2 separate regions of the Ovis aries genome follow, and region 1 is linked to region 2. Evidence: chromatin contacts called from public Hi-C data. All regions are on one chromosome and are shown on one strand. Each heading gives the region's core, a stretch centred on a gene start, on an enhancer-like site or on the middle of the called end of the contact. The rest is flanking DNA. Distances are from core to core; before and after follow the strand shown. Region 1 holds the start of CCDC42 (coiled-coil domain containing 42). Region 2 overlaps MYH10 (myosin heavy chain 10).

Region 1 (5,182 bases), core at 684-3,183, 110 kb after region 2:
AGACAGAGGCAGGCAGAGCTGGTTGCTGGTGCTTCTAAGCAAAACCCCTAACCTGGGACCCACACGGAGGCAGGCCCACAGACGTCACGCACACAGAGATGCACAACCAGGCCCTCGCCCTTGAGAAATGAGTCCAGTCTCACCAGGGCCCTCTGCCAGCTGCCCTCCTCGGCTGGAGACCTCTCCCCAGAGCAGAGGGTCCCCAGCCCAGGCCCCTGGGGACGAGGCGGTAGGGCTGCAGACGCCCGCCCCCCAGCCCTCCACACACCTCGGAGTTCTCCACCACCTTCTCCAGGTACTTGTTGAAGATGGAGTACTCCTGCAGCTTGGCGCTCAGCCGCTGGTGCTCCAGTCGCAGGACGGCCATCTCCTGCTTGGCCTTGGCCAGCTCGCGCATGCGCTGCCTCTTTAGCTCTCGCTCTTTATTGGCCTTCTTTAGGGCCCGGATCCGTTTCTGGTCGTTCTCCTGGGGGCGGGGAGGTGATGCCAGTCAGGCACGGGCCCTGCCCTCCCTGGGGCCCAGGCTGGTGAGGCCCCCACGAAGCTTCTGTCCCCCCTGAGAATGGACGGGGGTGGCCGGGCTGCCAGAATGGGGGCGAGGTGTAAGGAGAAGCATGTCTCAGGGTTATGTGGCTGGTTGAGGGGATTTCTGTGATTGTCTCAGAGTGGACTCCAGTGCCTGGAGGGGTCAGGTGAACTGGGGGCACGATTCACCTCTGTAACGCCCGGCGTCTGGCCCTGAGCGTGACACGTTCATTCATTCGTCATCCCCCATTCGCTCAGTCACTGGATAAACTGTCCATACCAACAACAGGCAAGGAAATGGGGAAGAGCAGCCTAGAGGAGTGGAGACTAACAGGCAGAAAATGACAAACGGGGCAAGAGGAGGGGGTCACAAAGGGGGAAGCTCCAGGCATTGGTGAGCACCCAGGAGACCTCCCACCCAGGGTGAGGAGTCAACAGAATCCAGGAGAAGGTGGGAGGTGCGGGGGTGGGGGAGGAGGGACAACTGCAGAGTGTGGTACCCAGGCTGCAGCAGGCCACGCCCCTTGGTACCTGGATGAACTGCTCAAACTTCTGTATGTGGGCTTTCAGCTGGGCCTCCTTGATGCCCAGTTCCTCCCAGCGCAGGTTCAGGGTTTCCATTCTGCGCTGAAACGTCTAGGGGTGGGGGGAAGCAGGGAGGGCGGGAGGGCCCCTGAGTGGGAACCGAGGAAGTCTCCAGCATCCCCTGGGACAGGGGATGTCTGGTTCAGCGCAGAACATCCCAGGACTCTGGTTCCCTGAGTCTCAGATCTCTCCTGTGCTCTGCAGAGGAAACACTGGACCATCACCAGGTTGCCTGACTCTAGCCACCACCGCCCACAAAATGGAGGGCTGTCCTCAGGCTCTCCCTGGGAAGGGGTGGGCCCTTCCCATCCCTCACCCTGAGCTGCCCACCTCCTTCTTCTGCTCCATGGCATGGTGCATAATCTTGGCCTCCTTCTTCTTCTCCAGTAGCCGGACGGATGGAGAGTCCGACTGGTTCTCAATACTGGGGAACTTCCTACCCAAGACACAGGCAAGAAGGACAGCAGACGCTGAGCCCCAGGGGCAGGCAGGGACTGGGAGGAACCCGTGGAGACAGGCACTCGTGGGGAGGGAAAGCACTCATCTGAGCGAAACGGCTGGTGTACTGAGAGGGAGAGAGGGCTGTGCTGGGGCCAGGGAATGGGTGTGATCGGTGCCTGGGTGGTTTGGGGTGCTGGGGACAGGAGGGCCCTCCAACACTCACTGTAGCAGCTGCAGCAGCCGCTCCCCATACTGCAGCCGGAAGTACTCGGCCAGGTCCTCCTCCTCCATGATGCCCAGACTCATGGCGGTGGTGAGCTAGTGGCCCAGCGGCCAAGTCTTCACAGTGAAACGGGGGTCGTGCAGCTCAGGGGTGGTGACTGGATTTGCTTCTCCCCTCCTTCTGCTCTTGAGGATCCCACAGAGGGCGGGTGTTTGAGAGACTCAGGGAAGATGGCTGGAGGCTGCCGATGTGCAGTTCAGGATGTGCTGGGAAGGGGCTGGGGACCTGGTTACCTAGCAACAGGTCTCCGGGTTCTGTGAACCGCAGGCAGAACTGAGGCTTTGCCCTCTGACCCCTGTCCCCACTGACCCCACTTGCTGGGGTCTGACCCTCTGCCCCTGCATTTACTCCCCCAGGAGCTCTGGGAAGAAGTTAGGCCTGATTTGATGCTGGTGTTCAGGGCCGGGACGCAAGGGCTAGGCATCCATGGCTGATGAGGGTGGGGGTTTGTTAGAGGTGACTTTATGCAGGGCAGCCTTACTCCTGGGGCCTCTGTGTGTGTGTGTGTGTGTGTGTGTGAGAGAGAGAGGGGGGGGGGCGGGGCTGGGGCTGAGACGGATGGTTAAGAACTGAAGGGAGGTGCTGAGTTTAGGCAGGGATGGGGGTGGACAGAGAAGCATAGGGCTTGGAGGAGGCCTGAAAGATGGGGGAAGAACGTGCAGGGGTGTGTGTGTTGAGGGGTGGGTGGGGGCTGGAGGGTCAGCCAGGGGAGGAGGGAGATGGGCAAGAAGTCTGGGGACTACAGAGGCTGCCCCCTGGAAAGATGGAGGAAGCCTTGGAGGAGGCCTCTTTGAAGGGTAAGATACCAATGTCCTGTCTTGAGGCTGGCAAAATATGAAGAAATGCCAAAATGCGACATAAATGTCACATAAATGTTGACATAAATGTCAGATAGTGTACATGTCTGCTTCATGAAGCCTGCCTTCCTTGATCCCATCACGGGATGGTGCATCAGCTCATTTGCCCCTAGGTCCCCATCTAAATCTGAGACCCTGTGTGTGAGGCAGACACCCTGGGGTCCCTGCCCAGAGGTAACGGCCGGCCACAGGCTCCCGAGCTTCGCCCGGTTCCCTCTGCTTCCCCAACCCTCGCCGGTCGCCTGCCCTACACGTCTGGGAGGTGGAGCTCGGGTGGGACCGGGTCTCGAGCGGGGCGGCGAGTCCACTCCGTGGCATTGACGGTCCTCTGGCGCCCCCTGCTGCCACCCGAGCCCGCCCTCAATCCTGGCCTGGGGGGAGGAGGAGGAGGAGACGTGGTGGGGAGCGCCGCCCACTCCGCCCTCTCCTATTCTCACCCCCTAGCCTCCCCTCCTGAGCCAGCAATGACAGCCCCTACCCCACGCAGAACACACCCACTCCTTCAACCATCCCACTCCCGCCTAAGCCCCTCCACCGGAGATGGTTCTCCACCGGGAACTACCCCAAGAAACAGAGCCAGCTGGGTAACAAGGGCACCAGTAAGGATTTTAAGTGCTTCGAGGGAGTATGTTTCTCTCCTTAACTCCTAGAGTCTGGCACAGTCAATCGGGGGTTTCCCTCCTTTTCCGCCTCGAGGGTATGTAATGCCAGTCCTTGAGGAGGAGGCTCTCTGTTTCTCGAATCACCTGCTTGCCGTGGTATATTGACAACATCCTGGGTTGCATCTACAAATCTGGCGGTCCAGGGCCAAACTGGTGCATATAGGCAGCAGCTAACGCATCATATCCTGCCATGAACATGCCTGTGTAGCTCTTCCTGCTGCTTCTGTACCTTGCTCAGAAGTTGCGAGAATCTTCATCCCCCCGTCACCCACCACCATCCCTTTCTGGGGTCTTGCCACCTTTCCCCGAGATGTGGGCGAAGACGCAGTGCTGTCTGGGGTTCATAGAAATCTGTACTTTCTCTGACCTCCCCTCTTCTTCCTTCCCTGGGTGAGCCCAGCTTTCTTACCACCCCCTCACTCCCCACTTTTCCATCTTGATATTTGCCTCTGAGGCATCTAGGAAAAGCTGATGGATTTAGGTGGTTGGAAACCAATCTAGGCATAATATTTTGTTTTCTGTTCTGTTCCATCCTCCTTCTGAGACAATGATCTTTTTGAAAAGGGAGAGGGGGACAATATCTGGAGGAAAACATATCTAGGTTAAAGTCTCAAAAATATTAATATTATCCTGCCATATAGAGCAGTATAGTGCTATTAATAGGTATTCGTGGAGTACTGGGTGTGAGGAACCACTTTATTTCTGTTATATTCCATTCTCTCTGTGTGTTATACTCCATTCTCTGTGTGTCTTATATTCCATATAAGTGGACTCATGCAAATAAACTATATTAAAAATGTTTTTAAATGGATGCTATGGAAACTTCTTGCATTGTCAACTATATGATGATATTGATGTTAGTTGCTGTAATAAACATCCTCAAGTCTCAATAGCTTACCAAGGTCCAGTGTGGATTCTCCTTGGGTGGATCTTTTGGGAGATTCTCTCTTAAGCAATGAAGGGTCTAAGCCCCTTCCATCTTGCAGCTCCATGATCTCCAAGGCACTATGGAAGGGAAAGAGAGAAAGCAAAGCAAAGGCCCTTCTGCTCTTAACAAACTCATCGTCATATCCATTCACTGACCTCTGGTGGGAACCAGTCACGTGGCTGGTTATGTTGCAAGGGGCTAGTAATGTGGTTTAACTGTGTTCCCAGGGGCATCAAACCAGTTTGTGCTGTATTTCTTTTGAGAATTAAAAGAATGGTTGGAAGTAAGCAGAAAGAGCTTTATAAACTAATTGTAAACAAAAAAGAAAAACAGGCCAGTCACAATCTCAAGAATGACAATACCTGCACTTAAAACTAACACAACACTGTACATCAACTATACTTCAATTAAAACCCCAGATTAAAAACATTATATGGGGTTAAACGAACAATTCACCAGGACCACGAATACAAAAATGGTTTAATATTAGGAAGTCTATGAATAAAGTTAATTCTATCAATATGCCTTGGGAGAAAAAGACATGATCGTTGGGATATATGCCAAGATGGCATTGAAAAATTCAACATCCATCCTGATTTTTAAAATTCCAAATTATTAGTGTACAAAGACACTGTATCTACTTGATAAAATATATCTGAACCCAACAGATAACATTAAAATTTGCATTAAACACATTCTTGTTGGGGCTTCCCTTGGTGGCTCAGTGGTAAAGAATCCACCTGCCAATACAGGAGACATAGGTTTGATCCCTGGTCCAGGAAGATCCCGCGTGCTTCAGAGCAACTAAGCCTGTGTACCGCAACTACTGAGCTTGCGCTCTAGAGCACAGGAGCCATAACTACTGAAGCTCGGGCAGCCTAGAGCCTGCGCTCTGCAACAG
Region 2 (5,155 bases), core at 388-2,887:
CTGCAACAGGAGGAGCCACTGCAAAAAGCAGCCCACGCACTGCAACGCAGAGTAGCCCCCACCCGCCACAACTAGAGAGAAGCCTGTGCAGCCGTGAAGACCCAGCACAGACAAAAAATAATTAAAAAAAAAAAAAAAAAGACAAGGCTGAGACATTAAAAAAACAAAAACAAAAACCCAGGTCACATTTAAGAAATTCTGAGTATTCAGCATTGTAAACATCATTTCCAGTTACCTTGAAGCATGCATCTGTAAGCAGATTCTGATATAGCGTAGATGTGTGGAGGCATCTCATGACGCTTCTTCCCTCTGTACATTTCAATAATATTCTCAGAGTAAATTGGAAGGTTCTTGTAAGGATTTATGACTACACAGAAGAGTCCAGAATAGGTCTAGAACAGATAAAAATAAGATACAGTGTTAAAGACTGTAACCCCATGTATCAGGTGGGGTCCAATCAGGAGACAAACCACACAGTAATGTGAACAGGGGATCTTTATCATTTGCATAATTAATCTATCCCTGAAATTAAATCTAGCCCGTAACAGGCAATTCCAAACCACAAGCGGTTCTCCCACAGATGCGATTGCTAAACGGTACTTCCTTCGATTCAATTCCCTCATCTGTCAAATGGAAATAATAATAAATGCTTCATCACTTTACAGGGTCATTATTCAAACTGCATGTCATTTGCTTTTTCAAATTCATTCTCTCGAAAGTGTACAAGGTATGAAAAGTCCATCACGGTGGTTTCAGGTTCCACACTGCAATTCATCTTTAAGGAAATACTCATGGTCAAATTTGGGTATAATATCAATGATATTTTTTGGAAAATATAGATTTTTTTCATAAAAATAATTTATGTCAACTTGTTACAGGTTTAATTTTAAATGAGGTAATAAACATTTAAAATATTTAATTTCTAAACACAGTAAATATCATTAAAAATAATCCACATAAACAGCTCTTTGGAGGTCCTCAATAATTTTTAAGAGTCACAAGTCTTAGGAAGATAAAAACCCTCCTATCAGTAGGGTAATCATTACTCAGAATTAACAGTAGGAGCATTTTTGCCTTTAATTTTTTTAAAATTCACACAGAGTGATTTCTGAGAACTGACTCTGGGAATAATGGAAAAATAAGAGTGGTTAGGACTGCTGCCAGACTCTCTGGTCCTGGCGGGGCTGAACGCACCTCAGCTGCACTGGAAACCAGACCCTTTATTTTGGGTGATTCTAAGTCTAAAGGTGAGAGGACCCTAGAAAAGGCTGAAGACCGATGATGCTCGTCCCCTCATGAAGCACGGAGGGGCTTTTAAGCATCGGCTGTTTAGAAAGGCTGAAACCCTTGACAGTGGCCACCAGGGGGCACTGTCCAGACCATGCTGCTCTGAACGCAGCAGTTAATGGTGCTCAAAGGAAAGGCTGCTGGAAAAAAAAAAAAAAGTTGAAGTGATCAGAACCACCTCTCTAGCTGTTCTTTATCTTTGCTTCCCTCCCAACAGAAGATGGAATGCACTTCCTACCTAGATTAGTGCTTGGGACTAAAACAAAGGCAAGCAAGGGCCCTGCCTGAGCTCACCGATTTGGCCTGACTTCTAAACTGACCAGATGGACACCCTCCCTGTTTGCCCGAGGCCACAGTAATTACCTGCCCCTCCCTAGCTGACCGCTGGGTCTGCAGCCGCTGGCTTTCTCACGTCCAGCATCACACTCTGAGATGTGGGGCTGGCTCTCGGCCTTGCACCCAGTACCCTGACACCCTCCACCGACCTTCTACCAACAACGGGTCTCTAGTCTGACTAGCCCAGCCTCTCTCTGCCACCCACAGGACAAAAAGGAAACAAGAGATGATTAAAAACAGATTTTATTAAGGGCGAGAAAACTAAGAGGCAATCTTAACATTAAAATTTTTTTATTGCGTTTCATTTACACACAGTAAATTTGACAAATCAGAACTACATCTCAATGAACTGTAATATATAAGCATCTACTTTTTTATTAAAAAATGAGATATCTCTATCATGAAGTTACACTGTACTTTCATTTGTAAGAGGCAAATAATTGCATACTAGCCCAAAATGAGAACAACAAGAACTCAAAGGAATTTAAAATGTGCAAATTCAGTTTAACACCCCATAGCATGTACAGTAATGCTAACAGATCCTAACAATGACATCTGTAATCAGAAATCATGCCAGCCTGTGTGTTACCATGTGGTAGAGGCTTTTCTGAGAACTAGGATTACAGATGAGTAAGTCTCACAAATATGATGAAGTCATCAAAAAACAAGATGGAATAATCATCAGTATTCTATGCTTGCCAAAAAGGAGCAGTGACAGAGGTTTAAGTGAAGATAATAAACTGAGGTGCTTAAAGAGCTAAACTTCTATCCCAAAATTAGCTCAAATGCTGGGCTCCTGCATTAACTGATCACTGCACTTGGTCTTCCCCAAGTTACATGGAAGAAGAGTGATGGGGATGTTAAAATCATCTCTCTGGAGGCCTCAAGTTCAAAGTAGCCTTCATTACTGTTTGAATACACACGCAAGATGTTAAGCACCTTTAAGCACACTAGGGATGAACACAAAAAAGATACATTAAACAAGACACAACATAAGGTATTAAAAAGAGAATGATACAAAAAGAAAAAGATGCACAAGTCTTTGCAGTAGAGAAAACTCTGGAGCAGAACAAACAACAAGCCGATGGCCACCTCATCAGAAACAGTAAAACCAGGTGCAAATTCCAGGTCCAGAGGGTCGCTGATGTTCTTTTTAAAGACAAACAGGTCAAAACAAAGGATAAAGGAATTCCTATTAAAACAGTAAGAACGTATAGCCTGGGAGGGTACATCCGGGGCAGAGTGAAGGGCAGCGCAGCTGACAATGGTCTGCTCTGTGGAAGGTGAGAGGGAAGAGCCTAGACAGGCAAACGGCAGCACTGAGATTCTGTCCTCCCCAGGTGATGAGGTATCCGGGGCTCAGGGGAGAAGAGTGATGGAAGGGAAGAGGCATTCCTCACACAGTATAAATCTGGCACCACATGGAAGAGAGCCTGAAGAGGCAAGAGGTGGGAAGCAGAGGGTGGAGGTGTCTCCAGGCACAGTAACAGGCCTGCAGTAGAGAAAAGCAAGACAAAAATGCAGCAGCGGGGCACCTCCCTGGTGGCCAGTGATTAAGACTCAGCACTCCCAACGCAGGGAGCACAGGTTCGATCCCTGGTTGAGGAACTAAGATCCCACATGCCACATGGCATGGTCAAAAATAAATAAATAAATTTTTTTTAAAAAGAGCAGAATTGAGTCATGAAGAAAAAGACTAAAAACTCAACAGCACTCAGAACTCTGACTAGAGAAATCCATTCAAGGCGTCTGTTAAAGTTGACTCCAAGGTCACCAAGCTTCAGAGAATGGAAAAGTTATGGGTGGATAGGAAAAATCATTTGACTTGTGGGGAAAGATAATGAATCCCTCTTCAACATATTAAGACTGTGGCATGTTAAAAGGAGATTCATTACAATAGGGGAGCCCAGGAGAATGAATGCCTACTGAATAGTCAGAAACACTGAAATCCTAAAGTCATGAGAACATTTTGAAAAACTGCAAACGCTTGAAGAAGCTTGTACAGGCTTTAGGACAGCAAGTAACAGTTATTAAGGTGAAGGGGGTGGCAGAAGATGAGATGAGATGGTTAGATAGCATCACCGACTCAATGGACACGAATCTGAGCAAACTCCAGGAAATAGTAAAGGACAGGGAAGCTTGGTGTGCTGCAGTCCTCGGGGTCGCAGAGAATCGGACAGGACTTACTGACTGAACAACAAACCAAAAAGAGACATACAAAAATACTAGCACACAAAAGATTTATTAATTTTTCAGCACCGTATGCTGCTGAGTTGGTGATGGACAGAAGCCTGCCGTGCTGCAGTCCATGGAGTCACAAAGAGTTGGACATGACTGAGTGACTGAATTGAACTGATGCTGCTTTCATGCCTCCAGGCGTCTCTATATGCTGATCACTCTGCTTAGAACATCCATCTTCTATCCAGTATTGGAAAATGTTACTCGTCCTTTAGGGCTGGGCCTCAGTTGAAGAAAGCAGGGATATGCATATACATTATTACTTTGAAGCTTTGAAGGTCTAGAGAACCAGAGAACTAAGAAAGGTAGAGATACCAGTGCAAAGGAGCAGATAGACAGTCTCCTGTTAGAGACAGGGCACTGAACTGGGAGCATCTCACAAACCTCCACCCCAGCCACAGCCCTCAGAAGAAATCCGACATCCACCCGAGAGGAAGGGGAGAGAAGAAAGAACAACTCACGCACACCATCTGCAAACGCCACACCTGGATGAAATTCACATGTGGCTTAGTGGAAAAGAACCCGCCTGCCAATGTGGAGACTCGGGTTCAATCCCTGGGTCAGGAAGACCCCCTGGAAAAGGAAATGGCAACCCACTCCAGTACTCTTGCCTGGGAAATCCCATGGACAGAGGATCCTGGAGGGCTACAGCCCATGGGGTCAGAAAACTTATCAACTTACGACACAACACAACTTAAAAAACAACAACAACCCTACATAATGAGGGAAAGTTCATCATCCAGAATATTCAGAGAGAAAAATGACCTCTGGACATTCTCTACAAAATAAGCTGAAAGAAAAACTTGAAGAAATAGATTTATGGCTACAACAGAATGGAGTATGATGTAGACTCTTAAAGACACAACAAAGGTGGATAACAAAAGAAAAAGAAGGTACAGAGATAAAAATAATTAACAAATATGAAAGTTAAATTGAATAAATTAAAGATGAATATGAAGAGCACAGAAAGGATTACTAAAATATTAATCATTATCGCTCCTTAGGGGGAAAAACAACCAAAATTCTGTAAAAAGAATAATAATAAAAAATAAACTTGAAGAAAACTGTGTGTGTGTGGGAGAGGGGCAGGTAATACATGGTGAATGAGTAAAGAATTCATCAAGCCAATAAACATAGAGGGAATGACATTAAATTATCACCGTTTGGCTTCCTAATGAAATGATGGACCAGGACAGTGCACATCACAGGCACTAAAACCCTTCAGAAAGGGCAGACACTCCTAAAACAGGAATCAGGCCGACAAAGCCCAAACTGATTCACTGATCCATCTCAG

The links. Hi-C and Micro-C count contacts between places; a contact is called where the count stands out from the background.
Region 1: a Hi-C map of liver shows a contact between it and region 2, with 6 times the contacts expected there. The contact joins the promoter of CCDC42 here to the enhancer-like site in region 2. A contact is called at or near these places in 12 of 16 Hi-C or Micro-C datasets (blood, hypothalamus, liver and 6 more).

The regions. Positions count from the first base shown.
Region 1 is chr11:28,087,644-28,092,825 of ARS-UI_Ramb_v3.0, forward strand. CCDC42 (coiled-coil domain containing 42) reads right to left here and starts at 1,934. Exons shown (of 7, transcript XM_015098642.4): 1 at 1,775-1,934; 2 at 1,441-1,546; 3 at 1,057-1,161; 4 at 269-466. The coding sequence starts at 1,857.
Region 2 is chr11:27,981,219-27,986,373 of ARS-UI_Ramb_v3.0, forward strand. It overlaps MYH10 (myosin heavy chain 10), which reads right to left. Exons shown (of 44, transcript XM_060394825.1): 4 at 236-392. Among named protein-coding and RNA genes, the nearest start is that of MYH10, 52 kb to the right of the region's middle. Within about 2 kb of position 1,638, at least 15 of the 54 cell types and tissues checked have an H3K27ac peak or open chromatin away from gene starts, as enhancers often do. A contact at or near this core is called in liver, where this site is marked.